Linked DNA regions of Pan troglodytes: region 2 is linked to region 1. Evidence: chromatin contacts called from public HiChIP or PLAC-seq data. All regions are on one chromosome and are shown on one strand. The core of a region is the stretch at or near the end of the contact, and the rest is flanking DNA. Distances in the headings are between cores, read along the strand shown. Region 1 holds the start of RNF6 (ring finger protein 6). Region 2 holds the start of WASF3 (WASP family member 3).

Region 1 (7,647 bases), core at 2,530-5,029:
CTAAAAAGTTCTTAAACTCACAAAAACAATATACTATATTTTCATAAAGAGAAGCAGGGAAAAAGAATACCAATTCTCCTTATCTTGAAATCCTTCCATCTAAATGAGGAAAAAAGGGTGTTTCCTCTTTTACCCATCTCTTACCAGGGGTGCCTAAAAGATTATGGTCTCTCATAAGCCGATAATCTTCATCATTGAGTTCATTAATAAACTGATAATAGGCCTCTTCTCTGTGGAGACGCTCTTGCTGCCATCTTCTCTCATTTTCATGATGATTATGGTCTTGAGGTAAGGTTTCTTCACTGCCACCATCTGATCTCGATCTAGACTGATTCATCCTGAGATTCCTGGCTTTCTGTTCAAACAATATAAACAGCATTCAAGGTGTTAAGTCATGGACCACATTTGGCTTTGTATTTTTAACTTGCAGTTTTTCTTAATTTTTAAATGTTGTCCCCTACCCAAATACTGTATTTGCCAAATCTTGCAGTGAGAAGCTTACATATAAAATGAAAAACAGCTTCTAGGAAATACAACACAATTGGCACTTACTTCTTTGCCTAAAGCCATTAAGTCAGACTGGATTTGGGTTTACCACACAATGCTCATGCCTGAATACCATAGTGATTATCTCATTTTTGACCATGTTGACGATCTGGAAAAGTTGATCCAGAAGTCCTCATTTATGTTTCAGTATCTGGGTACTTCACATTAATTACAAATTTTAGGCTTGAATTATGCACATTCTTCACTTAATGAGCAAAGGGATACTGGGATGATATAATGTACATTTGTTTTCAGTAAGGTATTCTTTCCAAAATAAGGCTCATGAATGTAATATTATCCCCCACTGTACTTTGTTGAGGTGAAAATCATTTAGCCTAATTAATATCTACTGAACAGACTGGAAGGTGGTCTCTTATTAAAGCTTACCAGGAAGACTTTGAAACCCAACAGGAAACAAGATATCATGTACGGCTCAAGGATTGTGAAAGTGCATCAGAGCACTTTGTATCACCCCATATCAAACCTCATCCTTAAGCCTGGAATGGTTAGTCCCAGGAGTTTCAGAATGCCAGTGAAACTTCCTGACTTTGCCTAAGAAACCACTATTTTTGGATTATATTTAAGTGTCACTCCTGAGAAGCTCACTTTTAAATTACATGGAAATCAAGAGAGAAAGATGTTTGTTTCATAAATATTTTAGAATTTCTTAAATACATCTATTCAGTAAGTCACACTAAAGCAATGGTTCTCAAACTCACTTAAGGGTATTTTTAAAAATCTAGATGCCCAAATCTCATCCCCAATCCTTGATTAGAGTTTTCCAGGGTAGGACCAGGTCTGCTGTTAAGAGCTAATTTGGGTGTTCCGCAGATGAAATAAACTCTTCCTCGACAATTTCTGGCATGTCACTAAAGGGTATGAGTAATACAGCACCTGACTCAGTAGAGGCTGGAGGCTCAAATGGCTAGGCTACCAGTGAAGCAACTGTGCAACTCTGCCTCTTGAAATACACTAGGTATTTAATAAGCAAGCTGCTTTAAATATAAGGTGAAATTAGCCCACAAGTCTAAAATACTGTTGGAGTAAGCAACTATTCAATTTCACCTGTAACACTAAATTACAAATTCAAGGATTTTTTTCACTGTGGTTATTTTATTATGTCATTTTGAACAAATGACCTAGTAACATTATCCACTCAAATATGAACTAACACTACTAAAAACTCAAGATTTCTATCTTCAGATTAAGACCATAATTAGCAAAGAGCATATTTCGTAGGTACAGCAATAATAGGATTTTTGTAATAAATAATTTTACAAGTTGAAGCCTATCATAAAATCAAGTTACCCTAATATTATTTAAAACTTGAGCTTCTCCTTAAAGGTAATTTTCTTATACAATTAATCACAATGAAAACAAAGCGAATACCTTATTTTCCTTTCAACACGCTTTTAACATATGCCATGGTATCCATCCTTCAATTGTTTGTGCCTTTTTTGAGAGCTGCCCATCTGAAGCAATAAAAGAGAGTTGAATAATTCAATAAACTGTTTCTTTAAAGGCCAGGAACGGGTGGTAGTCTCCCCACTCTGCTGCAAAGCCAAAGCAAATTCTCCAGTGGATTTTGTTAGACACATCTAGAAAATTAGATCCCCATACAATTAGGTCACGAAAACCTCCCGCAAGGCCCCTACCTTCCGCAACAAACTTAGGCCTTTCGTCCTACACTGTCACTGTTCCTGGGTTTACGCCTCCTCTCTCAAAGGCCTTCCTTCCTATCCCGTTCCCATTCGGACGTTACCAGGGTTAGGCGTCTCCGGCTTACTTCTAAACCTTGACTTTCTTGCCACCCCCGCCCTCCGTCCCGCTACTGGTTTCTTTCCCGGCCGTTGCGACGGAAGCTCGCGCCGGGGGGCGATCCCCACTACGATAAATAAAGTGGGCTCAAGAGGCCCAACCAACCTCTTCCCAACCGAGCCTCAATTAACGCTTCCCTTAGAGACCTAGATCCTCACAAGGAAGCAGGTGATAGACGGTGCATCCCAACCAATCACCAGCCAGCGGAGCGCAAAAAGAAGGCAGTTAACCAATCGGAGAAGAGATGGGTGGCTCGAAGGATGGCCTGCTTTCCCCGGCGTCTCCAGGAAGTAGTGGTGGGACCCAGATCTTTCCCTCGAGCCCACCTCTCCAGGTCTTGGGCCTTCGCCCTCCTCTCCGGAAAACGTGTGCTGTGGGCGGCCGTTCTCTCGGGTGCTGGAGGCTGTGGTTGGGAGGCGGGATAGGCTTGCCGCCGCGCCTCCACAGCCCGCTGTGCCCTCGAATTGGCCACTGAGGAGAGAAGCCGGAAGCCCGTGCTGCAGCGTGGGGTCGTCCAGCTGGAGGGGATACTCGGGAGGAAGAACGGCAGATCCCAGCCCTTCTTTCCCGACAGCCACGCCGCCCACTTGGCGGAGGGGAGTCGCTCCGCAGCCGGCCCGGAGCTCGCCCGTGCGACTGAAAACTGCGTCCGTCGGGAGCTAGGGTGCTTGGCGTCCCGCGTTCCGCCCTCTTGCGCCGCCCTTACAGTGCCTCCTCCTCGAGGCCAAATGCCCGGCCGCTCAGCGCTCGTGGCAGCCGCGTAGTCGCAGAGACACAGTCTGCTTTCCAGGCTTGGGAAGTCCCAGCACTTAACTCTGCGCCTCGGTGTCGCTTGTTTGCCAGCCAGACTATAAAGTGCACCCAACGGTGTATGCGTCTCTTTACTTCCGGGTGTAACGTACTACCCAGCCAGGCCCTTTCCCTTGCTGTGCGTTGGAACCTGGAAATTACAAACCCTAATAAATTCTGAAGTCTGTCTGTCTATCTATCTCTATTTGAGACAAGGTCTCATCCTGTCGCCCAGGCTGGAGCGATCGTAGCTCACTGCAGCCTCCAGCGATCCTCCCTCCTCATCCCAGTAGCTGGAACTACAGGCGCTTGCCACTAATTTCACATTTTTTCTTTTGTAGAGACGGGGGTCTCGCTATGTTGCCCAGGCTGGTTTCGTACTCGGCCTCAAGCAATCCTCTCACCTCAGCAAAATGGGATTACAGGCATGAGGCACCGCACCCCACTATATTTTGTGTTTTTTCACCTTCCTGCTAGGAAAGCAGTTTGAAACTCCCAACATTCCTCTCTCTGATTTTATTTCTGAGATGTGAGGCTTACTAAACTTACCTCACCATTAGTTAAGATGCTGAGTAGGTCTCTGTCTAACCTGGTATAGTCCCCTTTCCTGACATCCCTACCATCTGATGACTTCACTGGAGAGTGCTCACAATGCCGTTACTTGTTATTCTTCCGTTTGTTCTTTCATTTCTGCATTAACTTTTGAGGAACTACCATATCCCCATTATTATGCTGGGCACCTGGATAACACGCTACATGCAGTCCTTAGCATCAATGAGCTACCAGTGTAGTAAGGATCTATGGACAAGTGTTTAAAATAAGCATATGGATATGGATACTAAAATGGAAATATATAAAACAGCCTAGAAAGCCCTTCCAGATCTTTCTGCTGCTTACATTTACAGGCTGTTGTCTTGGCACTCCGAAACTGCTTGAAGTTCCGCCACAAGATATGGGAACTCCTAAGCAACCCCCAACTCCACTTTTACCTAATTTCCTCTGTCTCCCAAAACTCAGCTCAGTTCTCATCTTTAAGGAATTTTTCCTAATACCTCTGAAGTAACACCCTTACCTCACCCTCCAGCCCGATATTTACACATAAAACTAAGCAAATGTCCCTTTTGGGGGCTCCCATACTCCCTCTATATATAACCCTATTTTAGCATGTATTCATGTATTTAACAAATACTGAGTGTGACTATGTATTAGGTGCTGGTGATGACAGCCGTGAATCAGACAGTCATGTCCTCATAGAATGAAGTCCTTGCCCTCTTTTCCCATGGAAAAAGAGCCATTGAGCAAATACTTAAAATGATTTTCTGTTTTTAGGTCTTTACTACCTAGAGTCTGAACTCCTTGAGTGTGATCAAATGGTCTAGTTCATTTTTGTAATCCCAGAACTTAGCACAGCACTTGGCAGAACATTCTCCTCAGCCTACTGCATAGATGAGCAGAGAAAAGTGCAATCTTTTGGCAAACGGGATTAATGCACATAGTACAACGACTTCAGATATTGTGAACACACATCATAGAAAATAACAAGTAGAAATCATTTTTAATATCTGTGAATTTTGGAGAGTGCAATCAAATGCAATAATCCAAGTGCAAATACTTTTTGCATGTTGAGTGGAAAAGACATGTGTCTCTTCCTATTTTTCCTATTTCCTATTATATACCCTAAGAATAAAAAAAAACTATTATAAAAATGTCTAAATAAAAATCCAATCAAGTGATTTACCAGGTAGGAAGCTGCAGGTTTTTGTGAGTAGAGAGTCAGGTAATGTATGTAACTTGAATCCAACACCTTGCTTCAGTTTTTGTAGTCCAAGACAAAATGACTACAAAGAGGGGCTTAGATACAACAGCTGGAACAGACAGATGAATCATTCTGGATATCTACTCCAGGTCTCAGAACCTGCCAAGGTCTCTGGTCTGATTAATTTCTGTTTATTGGATTGGTACCTGGCCTTTGTAATGTGTATGCCTCATGTAACTCCTGGACTTTTTACAATTAGGAATACAAAGGTGTAAAATAATTAAAACCATAACATTAAAAGGATTCTCTGTATATCTGGTAAATTATGTACTTGTCATGTTTAAAAGATTTTGGCTTCATAAAACGACAGCCTTAATTACAATTTAAAACAAAATGGAGCACTCGATTTCAAGTTTTAAGTTTAAGTTGAAATCTTACTAAGTTTATGGATGGCATCAGAGCAGCAAAGAGAAATATAGGCTCCCCATATTGTTTTATTATTAGTTTAAAAATTATTATATACGATTTAAAGATGAAATTACATGTAACATTTGAAGTACTTGTGAATGAGATAAAATATTAAATTTATAAATACAGTTTAAAATGTTGGTTTGAAGATAATTAAATATGTATATGAATGAGATTGAAAGTTAGTGAAGGGCTAATTCCAAATGACTGTTAAGATTTACTATACTTGACCAGGCACAGCTGCTCACACCTGTAATCCCAGCACTTTGGGAGGCCAAGGCGGGCAGATCACGAGGTCAAGAGATTGAGACCATCCTGGCCAACACGGTGAAACCCCATCTCTACTAAAAATACAAAAATTAGCTGGGCGTGGTGGCGCACACCTGTAGTCCCAGCTACTTGGGAGGCTGAGGCAGGAGAATCGCTTGAACTTGGGAGGTGGAGGTTGCAGTGAGCTGAGATCGTGCCACTGCACTCCAGCCTGGTAACAGAGCGAGACTCCATCTCAAAAAAAAACAAAAACAGAAAGATTTACTATGCTTACCACTAGAATAATAAGAGCTGTAAACCAAACGTAAAAACCTAAGTTGTAACTAGGACATTGAATTTGGAACTAATAAGTTGAATATTAACTGTTTAAGACAAAGATTTTTTAAATAATATGTTCTTTATTTCCTTATAGCTCTTTTAACAGCCTTATTGAGATATAATTCACATACCATAAAATTTGCCCATTTAAGGTATATAATCCAGTGGTTTTTAGTATAATCAGACTTGCGCAGCATTCACCACAATCTAATTGTAAAACATGTTCATCTCCCCAAAGGAAACCCTATACCTATTAACAATTACTCTCATTCCTACTCCACCCTATTCCCAGCCCCTGGCAATTACTAATGTACTTTCTGTCTCTGGATTTGCCTATTCTGAGCATTTCAAACAAATGGTATTCTACGTCATGTGGTCTTTTGTGTCTGGTTTCTTTCACTTAGCATAATGTTTTCAAGGGTCATCATGTTGTAGCATGTCTCAGTATTTCATTCCTCAAGAGAAACTTCGGAATAGTCCTTTTCTGCATATAAAAACAACCCTCAAGGATACTCCTGATAACCAGGGTCTTAATTAGGCCAGAGATGGTCTTGGATCAGGTTATCTAGAAACGAAACCTGAGACAAGGATTGTTATTGAAGTGTTTTATTAGGACGGTGCACTCTGGAGAAGGGGATAGAGGAAACAGGATTGGCCAGGAGGACAAGGAAACAAGAATGAGCCTCCACTGATCCCGTGAAATTCACCACCAAGTGGCCTTGTTGGCCAGCTCTTTGTACGTACATGCCTGTCCCTCATTGGGTGAGATCTTCAGGGGCAGGATTGCAGCAGAACCTCATGCGTGAGGTGGCTCCTGTTTTAGCCAAGGGAAATTCTCTAGAGAAGAAGGCAGCTGAAATTGTTATCCAACACTCCCAGCAGCTGGAGTACAGATGCATGAGCTTATAGAGTGGATTTGGGCAGGAAACAAAAAACGTTCACTATGGTCCACGCTTTGTATTGCTGAGATCTTTTGCTTCTCATGTGAAATTTCTCCATCTGAGCAGTTTCTAATCCCAATTTCTGGGAAATTTTTAAAAGACAAGGGTATTGGGACAAACTACAGCCCCTGTTGCCGCAGCTGGTTCCAAGGCCATAACTGATACTTATTATCTCCCTCCTGCACTACCCTTTCTAGATTCCCCTCCACCTCAGCTAGCACTTCTGCTGGTGCAGGTGGCTTGACTGATGGATTGAACCAGGCACTCATCCCTGAGGGGTTTCAGACCCTGATTATCATGCTTTTACCAGGCTATGGTGGCTGTACTTATTCATTTACAGTTACAACTAGGCACAGGAATACCAAGAAATGCCCCCATTGGATCTCCTGAGTACCCAGTGCATTCCTCTCTGGTCTAATTATGTAGCAGCAGCCTCCACCTTGTTCTGATGGTTTGCTTGCAGGTCTTCCAACATTAAGAGCCCACAGTGATCAGAGAGCAGCCATAGCTTTCAGTTTAGTGGGACTCTTACTGTGTCGTATGATGAAAGCATCCCACCTCTGAGTATAGGACCTGATTATCCCTTGATCACTGGATCCATGTATTCTATCTACTGTGGACACAGCACCATATACCAGCCATTGGTTTAAGGTGTATATTTTTATTATCCTGAAGGATAATGCTCCAACCTCACAAGGGGTTATTTCCAAGGTGGAATTTCAGCTATGCCTTCCATAGGCC
Region 2 (7,647 bases), core at 3,436-5,935, 330 kb after region 1:
GATTTTGACCAGGCAAAGAACAAAGATGGCACAATTCAAGAGGTTTTAAAAATAGTTGTGAAGCATATTCTTATTAGGAATATGCTTGAGAGCTGTTCAGTTATCGTAATGCTAGACAGCTGCATCTCACTGCCCTGTGGGCCCCGGACTGGCTTCACTACACGCTGCATGCACGGGATTTCACAGAACACTGACAGTCACTTGCATCACCAGAATTCTCTTGACCACAATACCTTGTCACCAGTTTCCCTGCTGCTAGATTTTATTTTACTGTACTTCAGTATAATACCAGCATTGTATACCAGGTTGGTCAAATATTTACAGAGAAAAAGTTGGGAGGGGGTAGTAATGGAGTCTGGAGTAGTTACAGGTATCGAGTCTCCACGGTTCCATTTTATAGGCTATGCACGGCTCTGCTTGTACACTAGAATGATCCAGACATTTTTATTTTGGAGATATATGCTGAAGTATTTAAGGTAGAGTATCTTGGTGTTTGCAATTTGTCTTCAAGTGGTTCAGCTAAAAAATAATGGAGAGGCCGGGCACGGTGGCTCACGCCTGTAATCCTAGCACTTTGGGAGGCCGAGGCAGGCGGATCATGAGGTCAGGAGATCGAGACCATCCTGGCTAACACGGTGAAACGCCGTCTCTAATAAAAATACAAAAAATTAGCCAGTTGTGGTGGCGGGCGCCTGTAGTCCCAGCTACTTGGGAGGCTGAGGCAGGAGAATCTTGTGAACCCAGGAGGCGGAGCTTGCAGTGAGCCGAGATCACGCCACTGCACTCCAGCCTGGGCGACAGAGCGAGACTCCATCTCAAAAAAAAAAAAAAAAAAAATTATGGAGAGACAGAGAGAGAGACTGATGGAGCAAATGTGGCCTTGTGTAATTGGATAAAGGTATATGGGTGTTCCTTCTACCATTCTTTCAATTTTTCTTTACATTGGAAAAATTTTAATATAAAAAGTCAGGAAAACCTCCCCAAAACTTTCTTTTCTTTTCTTTTCTTTTCTTTTCTTTTCCTTTCCTTCCCTTCCTTCCTTCCTTCTTTTTCTTTCTTTCCTTCCTTCCTTCTTTCTTTCTTTCCTTCTTTCTTTCTTTCTTTCTTTCTTTGACAGAGTCTTACTCTGTCACACAGGCTGGATTGCAACGGCGTGAGCACAGCTCACTGCAGCCTCCGACTCCTAGGCTGAAGCGACACTCCTGCCTCAGCCTCCTTCTGAGTGGCTGGGACTACAGGCATATGCCACCACTCTTGGCTAATTATTTTATTTTTTGCAAAGATGGGAATCTCACTATATTGCCCAGGCTGGTCTCAAATTCCTGACCTCAAGCAAGTCTCCTGCCTTGGCCTCCGAAAGTGCTGGGATTACAGGTGTGAGCCACTGCACATAGCCCAAAAACTTCTTAAAAGGTACAATGATAAAGAACTTTTAAAAAAGATTTACCAATAGTTGAAGGACAATAGAATTTGTGACTGCAATAAAGGTCCATAAATACAGCAAAGGTGACCCTGCTTAAAAAATTTTAAGAAACAAAACTTTCTTTTTATTCTGTTAACTATGGTTCCTACTGCCTTTTCCAGAATGAATATACTTAGAATCATACAGTCTGTAGCCTTCTCAGACTGACTTTTCTCATTTAGCTATATGCATTTAAGTTTCCTCCATGTCTTTGTATGGCTTGATAGCTCATTTCTTTTTATCATGAAATAACATTCAATTGTATGGATGTACTGCAATTTGTTTATTCATTCACCTTGTGAGGGACATCTTTGATTCTTCCAGGGTCTCGTGATTATGAATAAACATTTGGGTACAAGTTTTTGTGTGGACATGTTTTCAGCACAATTGGGTAAATACCTAGGAGTGTGATGGCTGGACTGAATTGTGAGACTATGCTTAGCTTTGTGAGAAACTGCCAGACTGTCTTCCAAAGTGGTCGTACCATTTTGCATTCCCATCGGCAATGGATGGGCATTCCTGTTGTTTTGTATCCTTGCCAGTATTTGGGATCCTTAGGTTTTTTGTTGTTGTTGCTGTTAGCTTTTTTATTTTAGCCATCCTAGTAGGTATGTCATAGTATTTCATTGTTGTTTTAATTTGCAATTCCTTAATGACACATGATATTGAGCATGTTTATTTGCCATCTGTGTATTGTCAACTCCACTTTAGGGAGGTGTCTGTTTAGATCTTTTGCTCACTTGAAAATTGTATTGTTTTTTAATTGACACCTGAGTGGCCTTTTTAAAAAAGTGGGTCTTATGAATAAATAGAGTGAGGGCTCAATCATGAATTCATTTATTCAGCAACTACATCAGGTACTGCCACTCTCATACCCAAGGTCTGCATTCCTCTTTTCCATTACTAACAAAACTCTAATATTTCTCCAGCCAATGCCCCAACTTTAAATACTTAGCATTTCAAACTCCTTTGCAGCTAAAGGTGGTCATGTGACACGTGGCTGGCCAATAAAACGCAAGCAGAAGGTGCTGGGTAAAGCTTCCCAGGAAGATGCAGACCCAACCGGGCATGCACCTCTTTGATCTTTTGCCCTTTACCCATCCCCCTACCATTTTCCTGAATGTGATGCAATGCTTAGAAGGGAAGCAGGCATCCTGTGAGGATGAAGACAGAGATCACATGACAAGGATAGCAGAGACAATGGCTAGAAAGAGCCTGAGACACAATGACACCATAGAAGAGATATTACAGAAGCCCTGTGGCTGTCTCCAGGTTTCTGGTTTTGTGGTAAGAAGCACCCCTATTTAGTAGGCACTTTTAGTCAAGATTCTGTTACAGGTCACCAATTCACTCCCTGATGCAGCAACATTTTTCAAGCACTTATTAAGGATGAGGCACTTATTAGCGGTGGGCTCTAATCCTCCAACAAGACTGCTCTAAGCAGTTTTTATTTAAAGGACTGGTTCACACAAGACCATATTTGAAATAATTTATTTGTACCATGAACCACAACACTAGGAATAGAATCATATTTACCACATGCTCAGCACTGTACTAGGCATTATAAAAGGAGGAAAGAGGACTGTAAAATAAGGACCTTATCCTCATGGAACTGATGATCTAATTAGAGAGGTAAGACTGACCTATACGAAACAAACCTGAACACTTTGGGATGATGTGATTAAGGGCTAACAGTGAGTGCAAACTAAGTGTAGCAGCGGTTTATAAGGCTGGGGTCACCGAAGAGGGAAGCAGCCAGGGAAATATGATTAGCAACCTTGAAAACACTCTGGGTATCTATACTTTCATATTTTTGAGTTCTAAATTAATGACCTAAATATAGACATGGAAGCTATTCCTCTGGGTAAGTGAAGATGAAATGAAGGAAAGTCATTTTAATTTGAATGCCAATTTAGCTTTCAATTCAGCAGACATTTGTCACTCTAGTATCAATATTTAAAATACTGGGTCACTGTAATTATTCACCAAAATCCTGTTTACCTTGTTAATTACCAGCAATTTTTTAAAATGATGGCACTTTATGGAAACTGAATATACGTCATCTTTAAAAAGAGCTTTTAAAATCCCTCCTTTGGAAGTAATGCAGGTTAATAGATTAGACATTTTATGAAGAGGGCTGCATGATTTTTCTACTGCATTTCTGGTGTTGCAAACTTTGGTGAAATTATCAACTGCTATTCATTTTTTCCAACTTTTAGTTGTCTCTAGTTAGATGTTGATCATTATTACACATCTGTAAAGAAAAGAGCAAACCAACTTGAATTAGTGTTTCTTGAACTATTCATTAGAATTTAAAATTTTTTCCTAAAAGTTTTTCAATTTAGTGATCCTATTGGTAAATAAAAAGAATAAAGGCATGCAAATTAAAATAAAGGTAACATTTCTATTAGATGTTTTTAAACCCCTTTCCTTTGTGACCTAGCTTTTCTATCTTGGCTTTTCTATCTTTTCTTCTCTTCCTTTCCTTTCCTCCTCTTTTCTTTTTCTTAAGTTTGTTTATGCCTCAGTCATCTGGTCGCACGTGGCTATGTTCCACTGTGGCAGGGCTTACCTGGCAGTTTCAGGGATATCTTATTTTTAATAAGTATTGTGGATTTCCTCACATCTAGGGTGGAGAGAGACTGGTGATAGGGTGATAAAAACAGAAGAATCTGTGTTGAAGGAGATGGGAAGATTTTAAAGGCAGAATGCTAACGAATTTGAGCAGGGCATAAAACCAACCCATGAACAGGGCTACAGTCCTCTCAGGGTTGCCTGAAGCCTCAGCCCTGGAGGACGTCTGACACCTTACAGGTAGAGGACCTCTGTGCAGGAGCCCTCAACACCCAGGGAGGATTAGGATATAAGCGCAAACTCAAAGGTACTGTAATGGGCACCTAGCAACCAGAGGTGATACAAGGGTCTCTTGGCCCGAAGTATCCCCACCTCTCCTCGCTGGAAAGGACGCTGCCTAAGCCTCATCCCGAGCTGGGGGCGGAGGACCAACGGTGAGAGCCACCGCCTCCGCAATCCCCCGCCCCTCGGCACCGTCGCTCCGCGCGCTCGCCGGCTCCCTATTGGCCGAGGCACTCGCCAATCCTGGTGAAGCGGCCCCGTGAGTTGGCCCTGGTTGGTGGAGCCGGCACTGAGCCCCCCTCCTGCTCCAGCCGAGCCCCCCCGCCGGGAGGGGGCGTGGCCGCGGCCGTGGACGGGCCGGAGGCGGCGTCGCTCGCGCCGCTGCGTGCGGTGTGGTGCGAGGCGGGTGCGCCGGGCGGCCACGGCGCGGCGGGACGATGGAGCTCGGAGCGCAGCCCCGGCGCCGGCGGCGGGACCGCGGACCGGTGAGTGAGGGCTGCGGTCGCCCCGGCTTTCCGCTGTAGGCTGCTGTGGCCCTCTCGGCTCCGGGCCGGGCGGCTGTCGGGGGAGGGGCGGCCCCACGGCGAACTGAAGTTGCTGCATCGCCGCGCGCTCCGGCCGGGCGGCGGGGCCCACTGCGGGCTGCGGCGCCGCCTCGCGCCTATCCCTGCAGCCCGGCCGCATCCTCCCGGCCGGCTCCCGCGCTGGCAGGGGCTTCTCGCCGTCACGGCGCGGCCAGGCGGCCCTTCTCTCCCGCGCCTCCGGGCCTCCGGCCCTTTGCCGTCCGGTGCGCGCTCCCTGGACTCGGGGCAGCCACCCGCCCTCCCCGCCGTAAGTGGCGCCCGGGCCTCCGCTCGCGCCCCACGCACGACGCCCCGGGCCGCTCCGCGTCCGGGACCTTCGCATCCGTTCAGTGTCTGCGCGCCCTCGCTGGGTCTGGTCCAGCTCCGCGTGCCCCCCGGCCCCATTCGGCCCTCCCCGCCCTGGCCTGTGCCCTCTTGGTGCCCGCGTGCGTGTTGGTTGCGGGCGTCCTCTCCCTCGAGGCTGCGGGGCCGCGTGGCTCCCGGCCTCGGAGACCAGGCCGGACTCTTGGAGTGCAGGGGAGGAGGTGGGGCGGCCCGCGAGTGCGGGGGACCGCGCGCACGGAGCCGCGGCGCGCGGGGTATCATCTCCGGGGGACTTTACCCGCGCGCCTGGGCTTTAGCGAGGGCAGAAGCTTCCTCTCAGTTTGTGGTGCTGACGTGCAATGGCGATTGCTTCTTGATTTGGCCCCTCTGCAAGGGAGAGTTCCCTGGTGGAGACGAGAGTTCTTAATTATTCAGAAACTATGTGATGGGCTTAGGGATGAATGGGAGCATCATAGGAATTCTTTCTCATTTTAAGGTTAATTTTTAAATTAGCGGTTTACTTCCAGCAACAGTCTCGAGTTTTCAAAAACTGAAAATTAAAAAGACTACTTTTCGCAGTTCTTCAGATTAAATGCATAGCAGAACATGGTGTTTTAAGATTCAGAGTCTACTTTTTATAAGGGGGAGAGGATAGCTATTTGAAATATTTTGCATCTTAAAAATTAGGTTTATCTAAAGCTTAAAATGCGACTCTATCAAAACTAAGTTCAAAGTATTGTAATTGACTAATCTTTCTATTGTCTCTAGGGCAAATTCTGTTGCTTCTTTTTATATGTGCTTTACCCAACTCTCCTTTTCTAGCAGTTAAACAATGCAGTGGTTCTTTAAAGCTAGTTCTTTTATCTGCTTGAGAGGTTAAACAAACGAAAGCTGGGTTTGACCTTTCCCAAAGGCATTCTCATTGTGTCCTCTCCAGCTCCCTTCTCCCAGGGTTCTAATGACTTCAGTGTAGTACTCATTTTTCTTCATCTTGAAAGATTTTCTTAGTTGATATTCACAAAAGCTGTGTCTTTTCACATGTTTAAATATTGGAAAGTTTGGTCAACTATTATATTTACCTTCCAACCTGTGCTTATTCTAGAACTATCTACATATAGAAATTGTTCTTGCATTTCCAGTTGGCTGACATGAAGTTGCTTAATAGCATTTGTTTTTAAAAAATCTGTTTGCTTTAAAATTTACAACCTAATAGTCAAAGATGTGCTTCACTATCTTCAACAATTACGAAAACAAAGGTGGAACACACTTTGCTAAGTGGTCATGCCAACATTGTAGCCTCCTATCTCTTGTCAGTGTGTCTTTGTAGTCACACGTTGCGGTTCCCATAGAAACCTATGTATGGCAGGTAACCTTTTGGTTATTGGGATGTTTTGATTAAAACAATTGCGTTATAATGCAAGTATTAAATGAATTGTCCCTATTCACGGGCTAGTACTAGTGATCGTCTTTGGAATTCCAAGGACTTTCTTTGAAGAGTACTCCCAGATTGTTTTTCACTTTGGGTGGCTCTCCATTGCTGTAGACCTTGAATCTCTTTTTCTTTGCTTTGCTTTCTTTTTTTTTTTTTTTTTTTTTGAGACGGAGTCTCGCTCTTGTCTCCCAGACTGGAGTGCAGTGGTGTGATCTCGGCTCACTGCAACCTCCGCCTCCTGGGTTCAAGCGATTCTCCTGCCTCAGACTCCCGAGTAGCTGGGAGTACAGGCGCCTGCCACCATGCCCGGCTAATTTTTGTACTTTTAGTAGAGATGCAGTTTCACCATGTTGGACAGGTTGGTCTCGAACTCCTGACCTCAGGTTGATCCGCCCACCTCGGCCTCCCAAAATGCTGGGATTACAGGCGTGAGCCACCGCTTCCGGCCGAATCTCTCAACTTCTCTTCTCAGTCCGTTTTAAGGGCCCTGTTTCTTTCAAGTCAGGCTTTTTTTGGCTTTGCTCTTGGGCATGTGGAACTAAATGCTTCTGACAGCCCCACACATTCTTCTTCAGGGCTGGTTCTTTACCTGTGGCTTGACTTTATGCTGGTAATACAGAAATATTTTATGCCAGTAATACATAAATGATGTACATTATAAAATAAACAATATCAACACAGATTTATAGAGGTAAAAAGTCTTAAGTTTTCTTTTTCCCGTCTTATTGTTGTCCTATTCCTATTTCTTTCTTCAGAGGTAACCATAATATAGGGTGTATCCTTCTGGATTTTTTCCATTTAACACTGTAGATGAAATATATAACCCTGTATGTTAAAAAAACCATTTCATGAATGCCTACTAAGTACCAGGCACTATTTTAATCACTAGGGTTGCAAAAATAAGAGACAGACGCTTTCAAGATGTTCATAGTCTACCAGGACAAGCAATTACAGTGCAGTGTGATAAGTACCATGATAGAGTCAGTAATCAGTGAGGGATGTAGGAGCCT

The links. HiChIP or PLAC-seq counts read pairs in DNA pulled down with a chosen protein or histone mark.
Region 2: an H3K4me3 HiChIP or PLAC-seq map of stem cell-derived excitatory neurons shows a contact between it and region 1, with 2.4 times the contacts expected there. The contact joins the promoter of WASF3 here to the promoter of RNF6 in region 1. A contact is called at or near these places in 1 of 7 Hi-C or Micro-C datasets (stem cell-derived neural progenitor cells) and 1 of 1 datasets of contacts at active chromatin or transcription factors (stem cell-derived excitatory neurons).

The regions. Positions count from the first base shown.
Region 1 is chr14:25,386,029-25,393,675 of NHGRI_mPanTro3-v2.0_pri, forward strand. RNF6 (ring finger protein 6) reads right to left here and starts at 3,780. Exons shown (of 9, transcript XR_010150399.1): 1 at 3,703-3,780; 2 at 1,936-2,018; 3 at 145-355.
Region 2 is chr14:25,719,449-25,727,095 of NHGRI_mPanTro3-v2.0_pri, forward strand. WASF3 (WASP family member 3) reads left to right here and starts at 4,686. Exons shown (of 10, transcript NM_001362408.1): 1 at 4,686-4,803. LOC134808209 (a long non-coding RNA gene) reads right to left here and starts at 4,496. Exons shown (of 3, transcript XR_010150758.1): 1 at 4,409-4,496; 2 at 4,035-4,134; 3 at 2,982-3,716.